2 separate regions of the Sus scrofa genome follow, and region 2 is linked to region 1. A link is a contact called in public HiChIP or PLAC-seq data. All regions are on one chromosome and are shown on one strand. Each heading gives the region's core, a stretch centred on a gene start, on an enhancer-like site or on the middle of the called end of the contact. The rest is flanking DNA. Distances are from core to core; before and after follow the strand shown. Region 1 overlaps PTK2 (focal adhesion kinase 1). Region 2 has its middle 8.5 kb from the start of TRAPPC9.

Region 1 (4,878 bases), core at 1,936-4,435:
CGGTGCCAGCAGTGTGGGTGCTGCACTGCCAGTGGGCGTCCTGCTCCCTCACCCAGCAGTCGTGATGGGGGTGAAATGCATGGACATCCGAGAAAGTGTCCATCCCAGAGCCTGGGCACAGACGTCAGCAAATGTTACCCAGGACAGCCTGGGGCCTCTGGGGAACCATCAGCACATTTACAAATTCAACCCGGCCACTCTAGGCACCACCCGTAGCCGGTGCCTGCTTCAGGAAGACTAATTACAGCACCCAGCAGTCATCCACTCGTGAAGCTGCTGCCAGTGCTCAGTCTGCAAGGCTAGGTGCCCGTGGGCCAACTGCCTACGGAGCTGGAACCTGGCTGTTCTAAGTCTGGACTGAGACAGAAAGGGTCAGGAACGTTCCAGCACCGTCTCCCTCTTGGGCGAACATGAATGCTGCTTTTGGTGACAGGCAAAGCCGAAGCACCCTCCCCAAGCTTCCCGATTCCGGGTCCAGAATCACATGCAGAGCTGGGCGGACACACAGACACCACGTGCTTACCCTCCAGGGCTATTGTCCAACGGAAGGTGAGGACAAGTTAAAGAGATTTATCAGAGAGAAGGAAAAAAGAAACACAGTATTAATAAAGGCAGCAGACAAAACCCCCATAAAAACACACAAGCAGAATAAGAGGAGCAAGCGTCGCCTGCTGGCTCAGTTCACTGGCCATCGAAGCGGAGCCTCTGTGCTGTCCGTCCAGGGCACTCGCGGATTGAGCCGGGGTCTGCCATGCACCAAGCTCGTATTCACGAATAAATGAGGAAAACAACATGCAAAGCCCGAGAGTGACAATCTGGTGGCCGTGCAAGAGTCCAAAGAATTAAATAAGGGTCTTTAAAAACAATGAAGGCTCATCTATGCTTGTCATCAGGTTGCTGCCACTGGATTTCTGAGCAATCTGGGAGAAACTGCACGCCCCACTCCCCGGGCCTGGCCCCCAACCCCAACGTCCTTGGAGATGGGTCGACTCGGTCGGCCTGGCTTGGGGCTGTATTTAAAGATATCAGGAGCTTATTTTATTATCGTTATTTTTAAAATTTTTAAATTTTTTTGTCTTTTTGTCTTCTAGGGCCAAACCTGCGGCATATGGAAGTTCCCAGGCTAGGGGCTGAATCGAGCTGTAGCCGCCAGCCTACACCACAGCCACAGCAACGTGAGATCTGGGCCGAATCGCTTGTGGCAACACCAGATCCTTAACCCACCAAGCGAGGCCAGGGATCGAACCCAAGTCCTCATGGATGCTGGTCGGGTTTGCCAACCACTGAGCCACGACGGGAACTCCAGGAGCTTGTTTTAAAAACAAAAACAAACTAAAAGAAAAACCCTTCCCTTGAACCAGTTCTTAATGGTTGGGTTCCTTTACTTCAAACTTAAAAGCTTATTCATGTTTTTTTTTCCTCTACAGCATGAATCAAGGCTATGCTTCTGTAACTTAACAGGCAAAGTTAACCGGGAGAAATACACATGTCCTGCCCTCTTGTTACAATTATCTGAAGAGTATATCCCCTTTGGTATCGAAGTTTAGCAGAACCCTAAATTTTGAGGTTCAGCCCTGCACGCTGTCTTTTCTGAGCACTAGAAAGGAGCTTATTTTACGGGCAACACTCCAAGAGAAGCCGCGTCTGCATTCACTTGCTGTGCTGGGGGCGAGGGTGAGCCGCGCTGAACGTGGCAGGAGCACGCAAGGCCCTCAACGAGAAAGCGCGGCTCCCCGCCGGCGGCTGCAGCCGGAGCCTGCCCAGAGCAGCCGCAGCCTCTGGGAGGGGGAGGGTGTGTTCTACGCCTGTGCCCAGCTCGTGCTACGGGGGCACCGCCACGGCACTCGTGGTGACCATCCTCAGTGACCTCCCAGAGCACCAGTTTGATCTGGAGAGACGTCTAGAACTGGGGCCCTCGTTTCCAGAGCTCAACCGCTGGGAGACGCCTTGGCGGGCGGTTAGGACGCACCACCACCCACAGAGAGGCAGCCAATCCCAGCCATTCAATGGGTCTTTAAAGACTAGATAATTTAGAACCAAAATGGAATACCACCAAGGAGAAACTGAGACTCATTTCTGGCTAAACATTCTTTGGCTGAATTACCTCCATTATATCCAGTTAAAGGCAAGCATTTCTGTGCCAAAAGAGTACTGCGCTTTTCGGCCGGGTTTGAGAACCTCTGCCAGGCAGATGGGTGATGAAGAAAGAGAGACATATCCTTCATACTAATGTTAAAACATGTTTACTGAACGTATCTTAAGTAGAAGCATACTCTCTCTGTTAAGATTTCTACTTGCTTGGGGTCATGGCTCAATGGTTAACAAACCTGACTAGTGTCCATGAGGACGCAGGTTCGATCCCTGGCCTCACTCAGTGGGTTAAGGATCCAGCGTTGCTGTGCTGTGGGTAGAAGATGCGGCTCAGATCCTGTGTTGCTGTGGCTGTGGTGTTGGCCGGCAGCTCCAGCTCCAGTTGGACTCCTAGCGTGGAAACTTCCATAGGCCACGGGTGCCACCCCAAAAAGACAAAAAAAAAAAAAAAAAAAAAAAAAGATTTCTATTTGCTTAGTACCCTGTAACGAGGGTATTTCCCAATTATATTTATTCATATGTCATTCCAAATGTAAAAAATGAATAAGGGTCAGAAATCTAAGCTGATATCTGATCTACTTTTATTTTATTTTTCTAGGGCTACACCCGAGGCATACAGAAGTTCGCAGGCTAGGGGTCAAATCGGAGATGTAGCTGCCGGCCTACACCACAGCCACAGCAACGTGGGATCCAAGCCACATCTGTGACCTACACCGCAGCTCAGCTGGATCCTTAACTCACTGAGTGGGGCCAGCAACTGAACCCTTGCCCTCGTGGATACTAGTTGGTTTTGCTACTGCTGAGTCACAGCGGGCCTCCAACAGAGCTTATCTGAACTGATACCACAGTTCTTGACCCTAAGATGCACCACGATGAAGGAAGAAAGATGCTGCCAACTAAATCAACACACCGCCTTAATTTTAGACATTAAAATGTGAAGACAAAGTGTATCAGAATGGAGAAAGAGGCTGTATTTTGAAAGATAACCCAGCTAAAGGGAAGTTGCGCGCCCTCCCCTTCCACAGGCCCGGAGGAGGGAGGGCGCGGGCCCAGCACATGCGGCTTCGTAAACCCACTTCTGGCCACAGCTGGGAAAGGATGGAAGTCGCCCCGGGCCACGGGGCCGCCTTGGGGGCAGTGAGCCTGCCAAAGGAGGTCTCACTAACCCCAGGCGCCCTGGTCTGACTCACTTGTAAAACCAGAAGCCACCCCAGTCCTTTATTTCAAGGGAACATTCTGTCTGATACAAGGAAACCGTACTTAGACAGTCAGGATTGGACTGAGGCCCTAGAACCTATCACATGAGACAAATACAGAAAAGAGAGTTTTACAGTAAAGCTCATCCTGACTCCGAGAGCATCTGGAACCCACCCAATCCCACCCCCGGCACGTGGCAGGTCGTCACCCTGAGCAGAAGGCTCCCGTGCTCACCTTGACACCCTCGTTGTAACTGTCCCCGGGGCTGCCGAGGCTGCCGAGGCTGGCGAGGTGCCCGGGGGCTCCCGGACGTGGAGGTTTCTTTGGTGGAGCTGCAGGATCTGGTAAAGGAGAGGAGTCCCGTCAAGCAAGGCACGTAAGGAAGCGAATGGGAACAGCTCCCAAACACACGGACTCCAGTGGCCTGCGGAGAGGGCCCTGGAGCAACGCGCTGCTTCCCAACGTTCTAGCCCCGGGCCAAGCTCAGAAAGTGTCCCACCTGCTAAGGCCTGTAGACGGAGACCTGTTTACAAGTCACGAAGTGTTCCGAAGCCAACAGACACAACAAAACCCGCTCCCTCCAGACACACACACTTTGTGACGTGCGATCCATTGCCTTGTTTACCTGGTTTGCCCACAGGCTGATATATGTGTTGGTTTCCAGTCTGTGGGAAAAGAAAACGTTGGGTCAGTGAGTGCAGCAGGTGCACAAAGGTAATGACCTCCCCCCATCGGTGCTAAACGGGGTTCAAAGACCGACGGGATGGGGGAGGGGCCGGCCTTCTGGCCTTGGGTCGGCGGGGGGGGGCGGTTAGGCTAATAAGCAAATGGCGCCAAGAGGGTGCAGGACGACGGCTGTCCCAGAAGGGGTCATGGGATTCCAAGGGAACATGGCCAGGGGAGTCATACCAACTCCTAATTTCCTTTAAAGAAATGGCCACAGGTGTCTCCAGTCCGCCCTCGGGAGTGTGAAATGTGTGTCCTTGGCTCAGGAACCCGCCCCCCTCGTATGACAAGAAGGGGGCGGTCAGAAACAAGATGATCAGAGATTTCGTAGCCCCGGGATGCGCAGACATTCCATGTGCCTACGCCTACAAGTGCAACCGAGACAACTTTCCAAGGCTAATGGGACAAAAAGAAGTCTTTTTAGAACTATATTCTACTTTTCTTTCTTTTCTTTTTTTTTTTTTTTTAACCATACTTAGAGCATGCAGAAGTTCCACGGCTGGGGATCAAACCCGCACCTCAGAAGAGACCTAAGCTGCAGCAGTGACAATGCAGGATCCCTAACCTGCTGAGCCACCAGGGAACTCTTATATTCTACTTTTGAAAAGAAACTTTCCTTGCTTACTTTAAAATAAGAAACTGGTTAAAAATACATATATTTTAAGGTGCTTTACTTTCTACTGAGCAGAGACCCACTTCCCTGGAATACCGGGCCTGTGAGAAGCACATAGTGACACCTGCTCCTATTCCAGAACCACAGCTGCTTTCAACACGCCATGAACACGCCTGGTTTTAAAGACTCACAAAACCCTCCAAGTAGGACGGTGTGAACAACAGGGACGCCTTAACAACTGACTCTGGGTA
Region 2 (5,063 bases), core at 1,932-4,431, 170 kb before region 1:
TGGTCAGTCCTGGGCAAATTCAGACTAGACTGAAGTCAGGAAGGAATTCGCAAGAGAAATTTAACTGAATCGGCAGTGACAGTTCTTTAGAATTCAACTTTTTTCATATTACATTATATATCATATATTACATATAAACAATAGTAACCCAATTGGATATGTTATATATAACATACCAAGTTTTCATACTTCGAGTTATGTCATTTTTATGCCTTTTTGTGTGTCAAATGCTACAGCATTAAAGCTGAATTTTTTTTAATGACCGAGACTAAATCACTGCTATCTACCAACTCAACACAGCATTTATCTGAATTGTTCAAACAACACAGATCAAATTATTTAAATAACATTGATTAAGTGGAAGGTTTTTTTTCCACCTGAATTATCCATACTTTGGCCATTCCTTTCCTTCTTTCTCTGAAGCCGGGAGAGGGGATTCAGATCACCCAAAGAAACAAACTAGAATGGTGGTTACCGGGGGCTAGCAGGTGGGAGAAACGCAACCCACAGAATGCCTGATGGAGCTGTGCTTGCTCAGCACAAGGTCTGCCACCTGTTGCCTTTTCTGTCTGGACCCACCACTGTTCCAGCTTCCCCTAAACTTTCTATACCCACACAATCCCCCCAAAGCCCCGGGGAGGTTGCCTTCAGTAGGACCTTACACTGGCTTCCAAAATTGCTCCCTATTCACAGACGTGGCGCGGATCACGTGTTGCTGTGGTGTAGGCTGGCAGCTGTAGCTCCGATTTGACCCCTAGCCTGGGAACTTCCATATGCCTCTGGTGTGGCCCTAAAAAAAACAAAAACAGAAAAAAATTGCTCCCTGTGGTTGCATGCAACTCTGAACTTACTAAAAGCCAATGCGTTGTACTCCTCAAATGTGTAAATTGTGTGCTGTGTGACTTATAGCTCAATAAAGTTGTCTTAAAAAATTATTCCCTTGGCGTTCCTGTCATGGCTCTGTGGAAAAGAATCCGACTGGCATCCATGAGAACGCAGGTACAATCCCTGGCCTCACTCAGTGGGTTAAGGATCCAGCGTTGCCGTGAGCTGTGGTCTGTGGGTCACAGACGCGGTTAGGATGTGGCGTTGCTGTGGCTGTGGTGTAGGCCAGAGGTTACAGCTCTGATTTTGACCCCTAGCCTGGAACCTCCATATGCTGTGGGTGTGGCCCTTAAAAAAAAAAAAAAATTGCTGAAGTTCCCATCATGACTCAGTGGTTAATGAACCCAACTAGCATCCATGAGGACACGGGTTCGATCCCTGGCCTCGCTCAGTGGGTTAAGGGTCCAGCGTTGACGTGAGCTCTGGTGTAGGTCGCAGACGTGGTTCAGATCCCTAGTTGCTGTGGGGTAGACCGGTGGCTACAGCTCTGATTCGACCCCTAGCCTGGGAACCTCCATATGCCACGAGTGCAGCCCCAGAAAAGAAAAAAAAAAATTGCTCCCAGCCCCACTCCCTGCCATGCCACCCTCTTGCCGAGGTTCAGCCTGGCTGAACTGCTACTGTTTCTTTTTTTTTTAAGGGTCGCACCCGTGGCAGACGGCGTTTCCTGGGCTAGGAGTCAAATCAGAGCTACAGCTGCCAGCCTATCCAACGGGCATCTGGCCCCCTCACAGGTCTATGAGCTTCCTCTCCAGCACAGGAACCAGGATGGGGTCGGACGTCAGTGGAAGGCTGTTATGAGTCCAAAGAGAAGTGACCAGGAGCTGCGGGCTCTAGCTCAGGAAAGCAGGCTTAGATCAGATCCCCTGACTCGACTGGGATAAAGAAACATCCCAGGGGCCTCACGCAGCCAAGTAGCTTTGCTACAAAGAGGCAGCTTGAACGTGGCCCTTGCTCCCTTTATTATGTTGCACTAATAATAGCTACCATTTATGGAGCATTTAAAGTATGACAGACATGGAGTTCCCATTGTGGCACAGTGGAAACAAATCCAACTAGGAACCATGAAGTTTCGAGTTCGATCCCTGGCCTCGCTCAGTGGGTTAAGGATCCGGCATTGCTGTGAGTTGTGGTGTAGGTCACAGACACAGCTTGGATCCTGTACCTCTCTGGCTGTGGTGTAGGCTGGCAGATGTAGCTCTGATTAGAACCCCCAACCTGAGAACCTCCATATGCCACAGGTGTGGCCCTAAAAAGTAAAATATATATGTGTGTGTGTCTATGTATATATATGACAGACACTTTTCTAAGAACGAGAGGTGCTGTCTGTTTTAAGGGCTTCAGTTTCCCCCTGAAAATCCCAGTGTCCACATGCGGTCCTTCCTAAAATTGATCCACCTTAGGCTCCACGTGCAGTGAAGCACAGACTCTCCTTTCCCACCTAAGGGAGAGTCTTAAGAGCCAAGAGAGAAAGTGCAGGTAAAACCCAAAGGAAAGCTTATTTCACCCACACAACAAATGTCATGGCAAAGCCCCACGCCTTGGCTGTGCACCTCCGTCCAAATTACGTAAAAGTCCAATTTTCAAAAGGCGGCAAACAAATGTAGGGCGACTCACAGCAGCCAGACTGACCCTCCCACTGGAAACAACTAGAAAACTGGGAGGAAAAAGAGAATGGCTCTCAGACATTGCACAGCAGCCAGCTCAGGCCTGCGCCCCGACAGAAGACCAGCAGGTGAGCTGTGAGCCCCGACCGCCCGCCTTTCTGCCTGGACTCCGGCTGACCCGGGGCACCGAGCGAGGTCCCCGGAGACCAGCACTTGCACCGAGTTGACGAGACAGGCATCGGAAGGGAGAGGGGGTGTGGGCTCTGAAGGTAAGTGTGAGCCTGGGCTCAGCACCCACGTGTGCACATGGGCTGGGGGGCGGGGGGCGTCCTCCTGTCCCCACACTGGGCTCTCCGACTGGAACCCTCTATGCTGGACCAACAAAAGCCAGGGGGACAAGGGCGACACTGCTCCAGGGAATGTCATGGCATAAACGCTTTGCCATGAGGTCTGGAGGTTTCCGCTCCACACGTGCACACAAACCATAGGACCCAGCCCTTCCCCTCGTGGGAAGACGGACAGAAACCTACTCCGCAAGTGTTCACAGCAGTTCATTCGTAATCATCACAAATGGGAAGTGATCCCACGCCCATCAGCGGGGAAATGGGAATTCCACGTAGATAAACAGGAAGCAGCTGCGACACGAGCTACGAGGCGGGGGCTCGCCTGGCTGTGCTGGTGAGAGAAAGTCTGACGCCGGAGAGTAAATGACTTCATGTGTGTGAGAAGCTAGAACAGGCCAGCCTGCTCAAGTGTCGCCTGGGTCCAGATGGGCCCAGCTGGGAAGGGGCAGAGGGACTCTGGGTTGATGGTGGTCGGGGGGGATACTTGGACGGTGGCAGTGGTGGCCCAGGTGTGTACCTTCATCAAACCTCACTGAATCCCGTGCTTACAGTGGGTGCAGGCTATTACGTGCAGCGATGTAGCCAATCCAATCGATAACAAGGATATAATATGAAACGGCACCAACCTGAATTCCTCAATGAAGGAAACAGCAGGCTAAAAAAGCTGTGTCCAAAAAAGGGTATAAGAGAGAGAAGCAAATATATATTCCTTGAAAGAAAGAATACAGGAAGAAGACGGCAAAATGAACACAAAATAAAACTCTTAAGTCTTGGGTTGTAATCTGCTCATTTGCATCTCCATGAGACAATATGTATTTGCTTTGCTATAGCTCAAGAATCTTGCATCATAATCAGTTTTCTAGAATTTAACACCCACCCTTACAGCTTTTTAAAAGCCCCAAATGACACCACCAGATTAACACTGCAAGATATGTAGCAGGATGCTCTCTGCCTCATTTCTAAATTTTGGACCATTTTTCCTTACAATTAGAACTATTGACATGTGCAAAAAGCATGCTGGGAAAGCCAACCTTCCATCAGGCCTTTTCTCAGCAATGAGGAAGTCTCAGTATTTTCACTTTCCTGCAGCTCAGTCTGTAACTCAGTTACATATTTTATATGAATTCAATAAGAAATCAAAAGTACCGTTTTGCGAAAAGAAAAAAAGTTTCATTTTGCTTTTGACAGATTAATGTTCCTCTTTTTTTTTTTGGCTGCACTTGAGGCATGTGGGCTTTTCTGGGCAAGGGATCAAACCCACGCCACAGCAGTGACAACGCCTGATCCTTAGCCTGCTGAGCCACCAGGGAAGTCCAATAAAATTTGTTTTTATTTTTTTGTCTTTTTAGGGCCGCACCACCCGAGGCATATGGAGGTTTCCAGGCTCAGGGTCCAATGGGAGCTACAGCTGCCAGCCTGCACCACAGCCACAGCAACGCCAGATCCGAGCCATGTCTGCAACCCACACCCCAGCTCATGGCAACACTGGATCCCTGGATCCCTAACCCACTGAGCGAGGCCAGGGATTGAACCCACAACCTCATGGTTACTAGTCGGATTCATTTCTGCTGCGCCACGACAGAACCTCCGGAAGCCCAATAAAATTTTAATTTACATAGCTGTGTTCTTTGAAGGGACATATGTCAGGTGCTCAGTAAAAAGATAAAAGGTGGTGGGAGAGGAGGATGGAAACAGTGAAGCAGAACAGGACCCGCCTTTTGTCTAGAATATTCTAAGCTGAAGGGAGCTCCCCTTGTGGCTCAGTGGTTAAGAACCTGACATAGTGTCCATGAGGATGCAGGTTCGATCCCTTGCCTCTCTCAGTGGGTTAAGGATCCAGGGTTGCCGTGGCTGCTGTAGGTCTCAGCAGCAGCTCCAATTCCGTGACTGGCCCAGGAATGTCCGCACGTAGCAAATGTGGCCATAAAACAGGAAGAAAAGAAAAAAAGAGAAAAGTTGAATCAGAGACATGAGAAAATGCAGAAAAAAGGAAAACAGTCCAATGAGACCAAAGGATAATAGTTTAGTCATTAAACAAAAGCAAGGACTTTTAGTTCCTCCTCAAGGGCTACAGATAATACGCTGAGCCACATTCTGTGAGCTGTCCTGCAGACACTAAAATCCCCACCTCAGAACCTAACATGTTGCCCAGACAGCAGCCATGACACAAGCCGGCACAATTCCGAGAACTGGCCTCAGAGGAATGGGAACAACCTGCCCCTGAGCT

What was found. HiChIP or PLAC-seq counts read pairs in DNA pulled down with a chosen protein or histone mark.
Region 2: a contact with region 1 is called in an H3K27ac HiChIP or PLAC-seq map of alveolar macrophages. The contact joins two enhancer-like sites. A contact is called at or near these places in 2 of 5 promoter capture datasets (fetal liver and fetal skeletal muscle) and 1 of 2 datasets of contacts at active chromatin or transcription factors (alveolar macrophages).

What each region holds. Positions count from the first base shown.
Region 1 is chr4:2,885,733-2,890,610 of Sscrofa11.1, reverse strand. PTK2 (focal adhesion kinase 1) reads right to left here. Exons shown (of 31, transcript XM_021088851.1): 27 at 3,914-3,953; 28 at 3,523-3,629. Among named protein-coding and RNA genes, the nearest start is that of MIR151, 39 kb to the right of the region's middle. Within about 2 kb of position 3,185, at least 4 of the 83 cell types and tissues checked have an H3K27ac peak or open chromatin away from gene starts, as enhancers often do. A contact at or near this core is called in alveolar macrophages, where this site is marked.
Region 2 is chr4:3,054,234-3,059,296 of Sscrofa11.1, reverse strand. No RefSeq gene overlaps it. Among named protein-coding and RNA genes, the nearest start is that of TRAPPC9, 8.5 kb to the left of the region's middle. Within about 2 kb of position 3,181, at least 13 of the 83 cell types and tissues checked have an H3K27ac peak or open chromatin away from gene starts, as enhancers often do. A contact at or near this core is called in alveolar macrophages, where this site is marked.